Linked DNA regions of Mus musculus: regions 1, 3 and 4 are each linked to region 2. The links are chromatin contacts, called in public ChIA-PET and HiChIP or PLAC-seq maps. All regions are on one chromosome and are shown on one strand. Each heading gives the region's core, a stretch centred on a gene start, on an enhancer-like site or on the middle of the called end of the contact. The rest is flanking DNA. Distances are from core to core; before and after follow the strand shown. Region 1 overlaps Ralgapa2 (Ral GTPase activating protein, alpha subunit 2 (catalytic)). Region 2 holds the start of Naa20 (N(alpha)-acetyltransferase 20, NatB catalytic subunit). Region 3 overlaps Ralgapa2 (Ral GTPase activating protein, alpha subunit 2 (catalytic)). Region 4 overlaps Ralgapa2 (Ral GTPase activating protein, alpha subunit 2 (catalytic)).

Region 1 (2,700 bases), core at 8-2,507, 520 kb after region 2:
ACTTTTGAAGTTGTTTACTTTCCATTGCTAATTTATAACTTCATAGGACTGTGTTTATACACTAGGTAGGAAAAAAGTACTTCAGGATACAGTGTGTCCCACACATGTAGAGATGTTCCTGTGAGTGATTGTGTGTGTGTGTGTGTGTGTGTATTTAAACACCTTCAGGATGTAGGAAACACACTTATTTTGAAAAAGTAAGTGGTACTTTGTGTCTCAGTTCTTCCCCTTCAGCAGAGAAAACTCTCCTCTAGACTGAGAAGCAGTGTCTTAGGTAGCCAGTCTCCTGCAGATAGTATCGTGATACTTCCAGGGCCTAGTTCACATGGAAACCTCAGACATGCAAGAGAGAACCAGAAGAGAATAGGATTTCTAGTCTAGTATGTATTTCTAAAAACAATTCTGTTTAGCTTCAACTATGGAGAAAAAGTGACCTGTTGCTAAAGCTATGTTAAAACATTACTGTGCCGTGTCATTAAAATCTAAACTGGAATTAAGCCATTCTACTAGAAAGCTATGAACATAAGCTACTTTGCTTTGGCTTGCTGCTTGCTTTTACTAACTGGAGCTTTGGCAAGCCATTCTCAGCCTGCAATGAATACATGATAAGCCAGTCCTTAGCTCATTTATATGGTTAGCTCGTCACTAGAACTAGTTCACATCTCTCTGTATCCACATCCTTTGTTCTCACAGTGACTCTGGACTTCATTACGTGACTTACTTTGGTAGTAAGACTGAAGATGTGAGGCCTTAAAATTTTACTTCTATAACATTATATTAACAACCATGTGCCAACGTGCTGAATTATGAAACGTGTGTGTAGCCCAGTCACACTCACTGCCCTGGCTGACAGCCAGTCAGTTCCTAGAATCAGAGCACTCTAAGTGGCCACACAGCACAAAGAAAATCAAATGAAAATGAGAATTAGCAGTGGCAGAGTGTGCAACCCACATTATCAACTCATAAAATCATGGTCTAAATAAAAGAATGGTTAAGCTACTATGTTTTAAGGTGATTTGTCACATAGCAAAAGCCAACTGATACAGTCTACAAAAGGTTACTATTACTAAAACATAATCTATTATCAAACATATGTAACTTGGCAAAGCTTTGAAGAAAAGAGGCCTTCAAGGTCTCAGAACCAAGTGAAATTACTTATCACCCACAGAAATGTCTGTATTCTGTGACTCTCTTTGCTATAACCCTGAGAAGGTGCCTCTCTATTTCCCCAGGAAGCCCACGAGCCTCCCAGGCATTCTGCTGTTTAACCACACCTATAGCCACTTCCTACTCGGTCCAGTTTGTTTCTGCATTTGCTATGTACTATATGCATTTGAACGAACACATTTGAGTCTTTACAATATAAGTGAATAGACAAGTTAACTCAAGTGCCACAGTCCTTAGGAACTGTAACAGTGACAAGAGGGTGCCACTGTCATCTCCAACAGAGACTCCCATTATTTCACAACTCAAAACTACCACTTTTACTTCCTCAGGTCTTAAAACAGTTTGACCTAAAAACACAATAAAGCCAAAATGGCTCCCATCTCAAGCACTTGGAATTTTTCCACACGTTCTAGGCAGCATGTATCTTAGCAGTGTAGTATTTGGGCTGGACTTGCCTGGCTTTGATGTCTGTCTTTATCACTTCTTTCCTAAGCCACCCTGACTCACTGAATCACTATAAGGTCTTTGTATTTTTCATTTTCTGTCTATGACACAGCTGTAACTAAAAGAGCTACCATAAGGGTGAAGACCATGTAGAAAGCACTGGTCACTGTTACTCCTCTCAGTACTTTTCTCTGTTGTCTTCCACAGTCTCTTTAGTTATCAGTCAAGGGGACAAAGTAATAGACACAATCTAACAGCAGCATTGAAAAAAACACGAGGCAGCTGGTTCAGCTCGTTATGAACTACTACGCACTAAAAGCTTAGGTCCACACATGAGCACTCTCTCACCCGGTACCTCTGCTCTTACCTTTGCCACGCTGCTTCTTCTCCTTTTGTTCACTTAACTTATCTAGAGGTAGGTTTGTCATTTCAACTCCATACACAGTTCTGGCAAGCACGGCTGTCAAGGAATCCATGATGTTAGACCATTCAGTGATGAGTTCCTCCCATTCCGTAAGGGATGACAGCACCCTGAGAAAGTCATCCCAGAGCTCCCGAGAAATGTACACACAGAGGTTTGCTCGGATCCAAGCCACAATAAGTGTCTGAAACCAAACAAATTTATGATTTTTAACAAACAAAAAATTAAAATAACACCCTCTTCATTACTTTGGACCACCTGTATCTAGGATTTGAATTATGGTAACAAGTTATCTGAGGAAATATTATTCTAAAGTCCATGGCTAACACTGCTGTTGTCAGTAAGAAGACAAAACATCTCTGTCCAGCTATCTCAAACACCTTCCTGCATGTGTTGTCTAAGCCCCCATGTGCTGCAAGACTTTGAGCAGCTGAGACTGCTGCAGAATTCAAAGACAACTCACTGAATGAGACTGCCTTCACCGTCAGCCAGGAGACCTTCAGTCTAGCAGCACGTACCCAGCTTCAGCGCCTTCTGAGAGGCACGCCTACTCCTGCTCCAGGTTTCTTCCCAGAACCTTGTGCTTCAGACCGACATTCTCCAATTCGTCCTCACCTTAAAAACCCACATGCTCTCCTGGAAGTAGACTCTCTTCTGCTTATGGCCCT
Region 2 (2,700 bases), core at 181-2,680:
TTTTGCCAAAGTAAGTGAATAGAGGGTAGAAGCTGAACTCATGGTGTCAAACTCCACCTTTCTACCATAGTAGCAGTTATATATATACTTTCGGGCCTGTCATACCCATGTTTACAATTATTCATTGTATAATTTACTTCATCAGGCTTAGAGACAAAGCTTGGCGAGGAGCCACTGGGACTACCTGCTCTTTCAACCATTTGCTTTCTTCTCCACCACACCTGGCCCTCAGGTTTGGCCAAGGAATTCCCAAGACACCTGCGGAGCAACTGAGTCCCAAAGGAGTTGGGGATGTGAGTCTGCTGTAATGTAGGCATCTCGCTGAGTTGGATTGGTTTGAGCTCAGCAGCATGTTCTCCAGGACCACCCCAACTGCTGGTAAGGAGAAGAGGGGAAGGCAGCTTCACAGCCCGACAGTACATAGTCTCCTCAGTCACTGGGTCTATGCCGTGGAGACGCTGGGCTGGTGCTTAAAATGTAGCAGGCCAGATGAAAGAATGTAATTCCTAATGGTTAACTTTCAACTTAGACATGAGATAATGTTTCATTTGGTTATTTGGAAACATGTTTGGATTACTTTGATAGCTCTATCATCTTGTATGCATGTATTTGAGACGGTCACACTATGTGTCCTTGACTGGCCTGGAACTCACTATATAGACCAGGGTTTTCGAGGCTCACTAACAGCCTCTTGTCTCTGTCTCCTTACTACTGGGATTACAGGTGTAAGGCACTATTCCTGGCTTGATCTGCTCTTTAATCACACATTTATTAAAATCAGCATCGAAAACAAATAGTTCTGATCATTTTTCTCTCGGATTAAAATAAACTGCAAATATATGGACCAGATTTCAAAGTCTTATTGCCAAAATAAGATAAGATATTCACATTTTTTATACAGATAATCTTTCTTTCTTTCTTTCTTTCTTTCTTTCTTTCTTTCTTTCTCTTTCTCTCTCTCTCTCTCTCTCTCTCTTTCTTTCTTTCTTTCTTTCTTTCTGTTCTTCCTTCCTTCCTTTCTTTTTCTTCCTCTCTCTCTCTTTCTCTCCCTCCCTCTCTCCCTCCTTTCCTTCCTTCTTTCCTTCCTTTCTTCTAAATAATTTTAATGTGCTAGAAAATTTAAGGTCACATCCCTGGTTCATGACAGTGGTTGAGAGAAGAGGCCCTGAGCCATCCTTTTAGGGATCACTTCCTAACTCACCCTGTGAAGCATCTTTGTAGTTTTGAAGCTTGCTTTTACGATTTGGCTCTCTGACTCCAGCTTCTTTCTCCTTGTTACTACTCTGCCTACTTTTTGGAAAGGGTCTGCGGGGCGCGGATCATTAAGGCAATTGCTGATTTCAGCCGCCAGAGAGAGCTACGACGCTACTCTTGTTGCCCAGCAACCTCTGGTCCGGAAGTAGTTCTTTGTCCCACCCCATGGCGGCCGCGGGCGCGAGTACTTCCGGTAGTGCGGGCGCGGGGTCGCGCCGAGCGGGTTGGAGGCTGGCGGCGGCGCAATGACCACGCTCCGGGCCTTCACCTGCGACGACCTGTTCCGCTTCAACAACATGTGAGTGAGGCACGGCCGGCCTCTGTCTTCGCGGCGCGGGACGGGGTCAGCCTCGCGGGGCCGTGGGCCGGGTGGACGCTGCGCGGGCGCGCTGACCGGTGACCTTGGCCGAGGCGCGGCGCTCCCGGTGCGCCCGGGATGATGCGGAGCCGGGCTGGACACCCCGCGCCCGCTCCCTGAGGCGGCCTCACTGCGGAGGGAGGGCGGGGAAGGAGCGCGGTCCTGGTTAAATTGTATCCCAGTGAAGTAACCTTGCGATGCTCCGGGCCCTCTCAGCAAGTTGTGGTTTGTGCTTGGTAGTTACAGTAGCGGAGCGCCCAAAGTAGACTGCCTTGGGTTTTTTTCTTTTTCTCTTAAAAAAAAAAAAAAAAAAAAAAAAAAGACAGGGTTCATTTCGTATCCCTGGGCTCCAGGAACTCTCTGTAGACGAGGCTGGCCTAAACCTCACAGATATGTCTTCCTGTCTTACTAGTGCTGGGATTAAAGGCATGCCCCACCACACCCAGCTAGACTACATTTTTTTTTTTTTGGTTGGGGATCCAATGTACTGAAGACTCCCCGGTGCTGTGTGGTTTCTTTTCAGTCCAAAATTTAAAAACCCGTGATTTGCCGTTCTCCCCTTCTCGCTTTTTAAAAAGAAAAAAAAATTTAGTTTGGAATCCAAATTATGACCATTTAAAAAGCTCAGCATTTCACCGCGAACTCCTGTAGACACATGACCTCGGTTATTTGCTTGATATAACGTAGTAAGAAGTATGGACCGGAAGGTTTAGGTAACAGAAGGGAAGAAACTCTGGGATGATGGACATTTCAAAGAGGGGATGAACCTTGATGAAGGAAATTTGGCAAGGAGGAAACTCTGGAGAAGGCTGCAGGAAAATGGAGTGTGAAGCAGGGTAGGCCTTTGCTTCAGGTGAAGCCAGGTTTAATTATCGTGTTTAATTGGTTCAGATCCGATCTTGTGAGATTTCGGTTAGGTCCCGCTTGTGTTGAATCCTCTGTGCATTTTAGTACTTGTGGCAGGCGCTCATGTAATAATAGGCCCTTAAATCTTCACAAATTCTGTCATGTGCTGATGTCCTCAGTTTCTGGGTGAGGGAAGGGATTGCACACACAGAACCCTGACGTGGAGTAGGTGGAGACTGGCC
Region 3 (2,700 bases), core at 92-2,591, 560 kb after region 2:
GGAAACTTTTTGTTCCCCAAACTATTACCAGATGACTGCAGCACGCCAAGTTGGTTCACACTTGATTTCAAGTCTACATGGAAAGCAGTGAAGAATGAGGAAGATACTAATGCAGACCAGTTAATCTACCTGAAACACTAGCCAATTAAACCTGTTCAGCTCGGGACTAGAGAGCCAGGGAGTAACCCTTCCCCAAACCAGCTGTAGGGCATGATGCTGTGCGAAGAGAAGATGCTGCCCTGGGAGGAAACAGACTTCCTTTAAAAGAACAGACATCCTAGCTCCTTGACCTTGGAAGTAACAAATGTACAGGGAACTTAGATTGAGAATTGGAAGTCCCTTCAGGAGAGCATTCTGTGGGTGTCTTGACTACACAACTTCTGGCTTCAGAAGGAACCACGGACAGCCTGCACACACTTCCATATCAACCTACAGGACACATCTTTTTCACTACCGTCTGGTGGATTTTTACCAGTTACTAAAAATAACTCAACTCTGATATAAACAGAGTATTTTCACTAGCGGTCAATACTTGTTTAGAACCTTTAAATTCAAGTAAGACAGAGCTAAAACAAACAAACAGATAATCTTAACAATAAAATGAATACATTTTAGCTCAAAAAAATGCTTTATTACTTATACCAGAAATCCTTTCTACTACACAATACTACTTAATCTCTCAGCATGCTGTTATGGAATAAGTAAAACACAGTTCTGTATTGTCAGATTCCTATTGGTCACTGTAAATACTAAATTCACATTTCACCTCCTGGAACGCAACCACTTCAAAACAACCTTCCAGCATTCTTCTCAGGTGGACAGGCATAAGGCCCACTCTGCCATTACAGCTGGATTCCCTGGGAGAAAGGACTTACACTTTAGTGATACATCAAGTATCCTCAACATCAGGACCAGTGCCTAGCACACAATATTTTCTAATAAGCAGTGGCACAAGCAAACAGATCGATAAAAAGTCATGAAAAGAAATCAAAGGAATTCTAGTTTTAGTACACACACACACACACACACACACACACACACACACACACACACATGAGTTTGAGGCCAGCCTGGTCTATAGAGCTCCAGGACAGCCAAGGCTACACAGAGAAATCCTGTCAAAAAAAAAAAAAAGGTAAGGGGAAGGAAAAGAAAGAAGAAAGAAATCAAGAAATCAACCAACCAACCAACCATGGCAGGGAAGCACTAGGTGGCAGTTAATAAAACTGAAAATGTAACTGTGTCTCCAAACATTTTACATCTCAATACATGCTTAGGTCATTGCTTAAAAGATAATGATTTCTTAGCCCAGGAGAAAACAGACTTAAAATCTCTAAGAACTTAGACTTAATTTACAATACAAAAAAGGCTGGGCGTGGTGGCTCAGGCCTTTAATCCCAGCACTTGGGAGGCAGAGGCAATCGGATTTCTGAGTTTGAAGCCAGCCTGGTCTACAGAGTGAGTTCCAGGACAGCCAGGGCTATACAGAGAAATCCTGTCTCGAAAAACAAACAAACAAACAAACAAGCAAACAACACAAAAAGGACATTTAAAATAAATATGGAACATACTGTTTTTAAAGAGAGACATATCAGACATTCTACATTTTTTTTAATCAACCAAGATACTGAAAACCTGATTATCAATTGTCATGGTTTGAATATGCTTGGCCCAGGGAGTAGCACTATTTGGAGATGTGGCCCTGTTGGAATAGGTGTGTCACTGTGAGTGTGGGCTTTAAGACCGTCATCCTAGTTGCCTGGAAGTCAGTCTTTTGCTAGCAGCCTTCAGATAAAGATGTAGACCTCTCAGCTCCTCCTGCCTGGATGCTGCCATGTTCCTACCTTAGTGATAATGGACTGAACCTCTAGCCCTGTAAGTCAGCCCCAATTAAATGTTGTCCTTGTAAGAGTTGCCTTGGTCACAGTGTCTGTTCACAGCAGTAAACCCTAACTAGGACATCAATGAAGACCTAAAAAGACAAAGGTATCCTAATGACAAAGGTTTTTGTTTACTTAAGTTAACCCAAAGCAGCAAAAAGGGCGGGGGGTGGGGGGTGACTTTATTCCATGCAAGTACCATGCAGCTGCAATGATGGTTCCACAAAAGAGACAATCCCAAAGAAAAATTGAAATGTGTCCTCAAAAACAAAGTAAATAAAAAGGAAAATTGAGTTTTAGTGTTTCTGATTTATGTTCTTAAAGACTCAAGTGTTATATTGAAGAGATGATGAAAACTTGGGGAAACTAATGAAGTAGATATGTAATTAGATAACCTTCTGAAATCATAAAATATTAACTAATGAGGATGGAAAGCATGGTTAGCACTAAACTAGACTATTACAGATTACCCCATGAGCCAGTACAGTACACATCACGAACTCCCCAGAACCACATAAAAGAACACACACAAGAAATGCCTGGACAAAACACACTTAAAGTTGTAAATTCAATATAAATCTAAAAAGCACTAGGCAAAAACCAAATAGAAAATGTAGTATATTCCTTAAACAACAGCAACAAGGCTGACCTTGGCCTTTTCATCAGCTGCGGTGAAGTGATCATGAGTCACAGAGTGGACGTCAGGACAGTGAGAAAGTGAGGACAACAGGGACCCAAAGCACACCATGGGCCTATACAGCAATGCAGTTCCTGGTGTTTCTGAAGCAAATTACATCTACCTCAGACATACACATTAAAG
Region 4 (2,700 bases), core at 28-2,527, 590 kb after region 2:
TCTTGCACCAGTGCTGGCAGAACAATGTGAGCAGCGTTAATTGCTATAGCAACACTACCGGAGTAGTGAACAGTTTGTTATAGGAGCCCAGTAAGACACAATACAGCCACGTAAGGATAATATAAGTCTTCCCATCCTGGAATGCACAAACGTTTAAGGTATCTTCATAAAAACACAGCATTAGACTATGTATAATGATAACTCGTGCAAACAGGTGGTGTGTGTGGGTGCTCACAAGCACAGCTGAAAGCAAGAGAGACAGGGGAACATGCACAAGCAAGAGAGCAGGTTTACCCAAATACCAGCAATGGATAAAGGACTGCGGAATTTTAAATGATTTTTTACACTACTCAAAGCTCATTCACATTATTCAAATTTTCATAATAGGTGTATTAAATATGCAACCCCCAAAAAAAAGCTAAAAGAAGAAAAGTTGCTTCCCAGTGTTTTGTAAAGAAACGAAAAACTTTCGTTTACAGTAGTTCAAAACTGAACTACTATAAAAGAAATTAGCAACTATGCAGTCTGTACATTGGATACACTATTCTTTAAACTTGAAAACACAACTTTTCAATTCTGAAGAAAAGTTAACACAAATGATACATAGAATAATAGCTTGATCATTTCTAAAAGCAGCAATTTTCACAAATTCCCTGTCCAATATGTGCACTTTAGGAATGGCACCATACCTTGCTCGGAGTGCTTGGTAATGATCTAATTGCTGAAAGGAGATTAGTTATGTTTGGGAAAGGCTGTGTATCTATAATTCAGTAGAAAGGATAGAAAACACAACTACAGCAAGAGATGCTTATGTCATATTCAAGAGCTTGTACTGAGTGGAAAGAAGCAAACATGGATACCTTAAGATGCCAAAAAAGGTGATGAAATCTCCAATCACAACAAGCTTTCATTTACAAGACCTGGTAGCCTTAGACCATATGAGTCAACCTCTTACTCTGCCAGACAGACTATAAAGTGCTAATGAGATGGTCTAGGCTCAGAAATGACAGCTCTGGGAGTCTACCATCGTACAGGTGATGGGATCTTCAGGCTGGAGACAGCAGTAAGAAGACTCAGGAAAGCATGTGGGATACAAGCAGGGCTTTGGAATGGACTTGGGCTCTCAAGCAGAAGAGCAAGCACTAACCATTAAGCTGCTCTCTAAAGAGGGAGGCAGGCATTTATTGATTTGCTGGCATGAACTAACATTGTCTCTGAAGGATCCCAGAGGCTTAGGCTACAGCAGCCACTGCAAGCAGACTGTAGTAGTTTGAATGAGAAAGGCCACCACATTTGAATCGTTCATCCCTAGTGGGTGGGGCTGTTTTGGGAGAGAGTAGGTGTGGCCTTATTGGAGGAGTTGTGTGACTGGTGGCTTTGAGGTTTCAAAAGCCCAGTCTGTCTGCCTACATCTTGCAGACTATTAAGCTCTTAGCTACTTCTGCCATGTCCCTGCCAGGATGGTCATGGACTCACCCTCTGAAACTGTGAGCAAGCCCCCAGTTAAATGCTTTTATACCCTTCTTTGGTCATGGTGTCTCTTCACAGCAATACCACAGTACAGAACAGTACAACTGAACATGTACAAAAGTGGTCAGAAGAGAACACATGCCGTGCTTTCAGTGGTTAACACGCTGAGGCCCAGGAACGTGTGTGCCCCTGTCTTCTTGGGTACGCCTGGTCTCAACCACCGTCTGAGAAAGACACAAGGCTCGGTGGCACTAATTCATAATACAGTTAATACTAAACCAAAATTCAAAGTTCTCACAGGTCTTTTTATTAAGAAACCCTCAAAATACAAAAAAAGCGTTAAAACCTGCAATGAGCCTCCCGGCAGGGTCTGCTGCTGTTTGTCATCATTTATATAGCTGAGTCATTACTATTCTGACCCACAGACATTTTTCTCAGCTCAGTCTTTTTCAGCCAATGGCCTGTCTCCCTCTTCCTCCATGTCTACAGTGCTTTCTAATTGCCTGTCTTTGCCTATTACCCAATTACCAGTGCAGTCCATTGTGGGGCCGCAGCACATGGTCCAGAATACTCTACCTTTCCTGTTCCATGGGCCACAGTGTTCCTAGCCTGCATCCTCATCACTGGTCCCTGCAGAGCGAGGAAGGACACAAACTGTGTGTCCCCTCTTTCTCCACAAGTATGCATGCCACAGCTTCTACACCACTCAGAGCTGTCCAATACCACTTCCTTCTCTCTTCTCTTTTGTCTCCAGTCACTGCCCAGCTTAGGACAAAGGTTTTGACTCTTCATAAAGTAAGCTGTGTTGGCTTGAATGAGATCTCCAACCCCCAACCCCGCTTCTCAGGCATTGAATATTAGGCTTCCCTGTTGGTGACCATGTTTGGGGAGGCTCAGGAAGGATGTCTTTGCTGGAGAAAATTCATCTCTGCCGGTAGCCTTCAAGGTTTCAAAAGCCATGTGTCATCCCAGTTGACGCTCAGCTTCCAGCTCCAGTCCCTACACTTCCCTGCTGGGACAAGGCATGAACTTAGCCCTCTGTAACTGTAAGCCCCAAATAAACCCTTCTCTCTCTAAGCCTTGGTCGTGGTGTTGCATCACTGCATTAGAAAGGTAACTAACCCATAAGCAATAGAGAGCTCGCAGTGAGACAGCCAGCGTCTAGTGAGCAGGTCTACTTACCCAAACAGGAAGCACAGCAATTCAGCTCCCTGTCCATCACACCCTGGG

The links. ChIA-PET counts read pairs in DNA pulled down with a chosen protein or histone mark. HiChIP or PLAC-seq counts read pairs in DNA pulled down with a chosen protein or histone mark.
Region 1: an RNA polymerase II ChIA-PET map of effector CD8 T cells shows a contact between it and region 2, with 7 read pairs. The contact joins the enhancer-like site here to the promoter of Naa20 in region 2. A contact is called at or near these places in 10 of 39 promoter capture datasets (the 3T3-L1 cell line, the HPC-7 cell line, HPC-7-derived erythroid cells and 8 more), 2 of 484 Hi-C or Micro-C datasets (B cells and cerebellar granule neurons), 17 of 115 datasets of contacts at active chromatin or transcription factors (the 230-238 cell line, CD8 T cells, differentiating embryonic stem cells and 9 more) and 2 of 9 other capture datasets (liver and pancreatic islet).
Region 3: a contact with region 2 is called in an H3K27ac HiChIP or PLAC-seq map of embryonic stem cells, with 5 read pairs. The contact joins the enhancer-like site here to the promoter of Naa20 in region 2. A contact is called at or near these places in 5 of 39 promoter capture datasets (HPC-7-derived erythroid cells, cranial neural crest, embryonic stem cells and 2 more) and 5 of 115 datasets of contacts at active chromatin or transcription factors (the 230-238 cell line, astrocytes, embryonic basal ganglia and 2 more).
Region 4: a contact with region 2 is called in an RNA polymerase II ChIA-PET map of memory CD8 T cells, with 17 read pairs. The contact joins the enhancer-like site here to the promoter of Naa20 in region 2. A contact is called at or near these places in 1 of 39 promoter capture datasets (pre-B cells), 1 of 484 Hi-C or Micro-C datasets (the MNK3 cell line), 5 of 115 datasets of contacts at active chromatin or transcription factors (SST interneurons, bone marrow-derived macrophages, effector CD8 T cells and 2 more) and 2 of 9 other capture datasets (liver and pancreatic islet).

Annotation. Positions count from the first base shown.
Region 1 is chr2:146,422,639-146,425,338 of GRCm38.p6, forward strand. It overlaps Ralgapa2 (Ral GTPase activating protein, alpha subunit 2 (catalytic)), which reads right to left. Exons shown (of 41, transcript NM_001033348.3): 15 at 1,979-2,216. Among named protein-coding and RNA genes, the nearest start is that of Ralgapa2, 88 kb to the right of the region's middle. Within about 2 kb of position 1,258, at least 24 of the 459 cell types and tissues checked have an H3K27ac peak or open chromatin away from gene starts, as enhancers often do. A contact at or near this core is called in CD8 T cells, the HPC-7 cell line and effector CD8 T cells, where this site is marked.
Region 2 is chr2:145,901,811-145,904,510 of GRCm38.p6, forward strand. Naa20 (N(alpha)-acetyltransferase 20, NatB catalytic subunit) reads left to right here and starts at 1,431. Exons shown (of 6, transcript NM_001141965.1): 1 at 1,431-1,552. The coding sequence starts at 1,500.
Region 3 is chr2:146,465,655-146,468,354 of GRCm38.p6, forward strand. All of the region lies in intron 3 of Ralgapa2 (Ral GTPase activating protein, alpha subunit 2 (catalytic)), which reads right to left. Among named protein-coding and RNA genes, the nearest start is that of Ralgapa2, 45 kb to the right of the region's middle. Within about 2 kb of position 1,342, at least 4 of the 459 cell types and tissues checked have an H3K27ac peak or open chromatin away from gene starts, as enhancers often do. A contact at or near this core is called in embryonic stem cells, where this site is marked.
Region 4 is chr2:146,495,859-146,498,558 of GRCm38.p6, forward strand. The region is part of intron 1 of Ralgapa2 (Ral GTPase activating protein, alpha subunit 2 (catalytic)); the gene reads right to left. Among named protein-coding and RNA genes, the nearest start is that of Ralgapa2, 15 kb to the right of the region's middle. Within about 2 kb of position 1,278, at least 30 of the 459 cell types and tissues checked have an H3K27ac peak or open chromatin away from gene starts, as enhancers often do. A contact at or near this core is called in effector CD8 T cells and memory CD8 T cells, where this site is marked.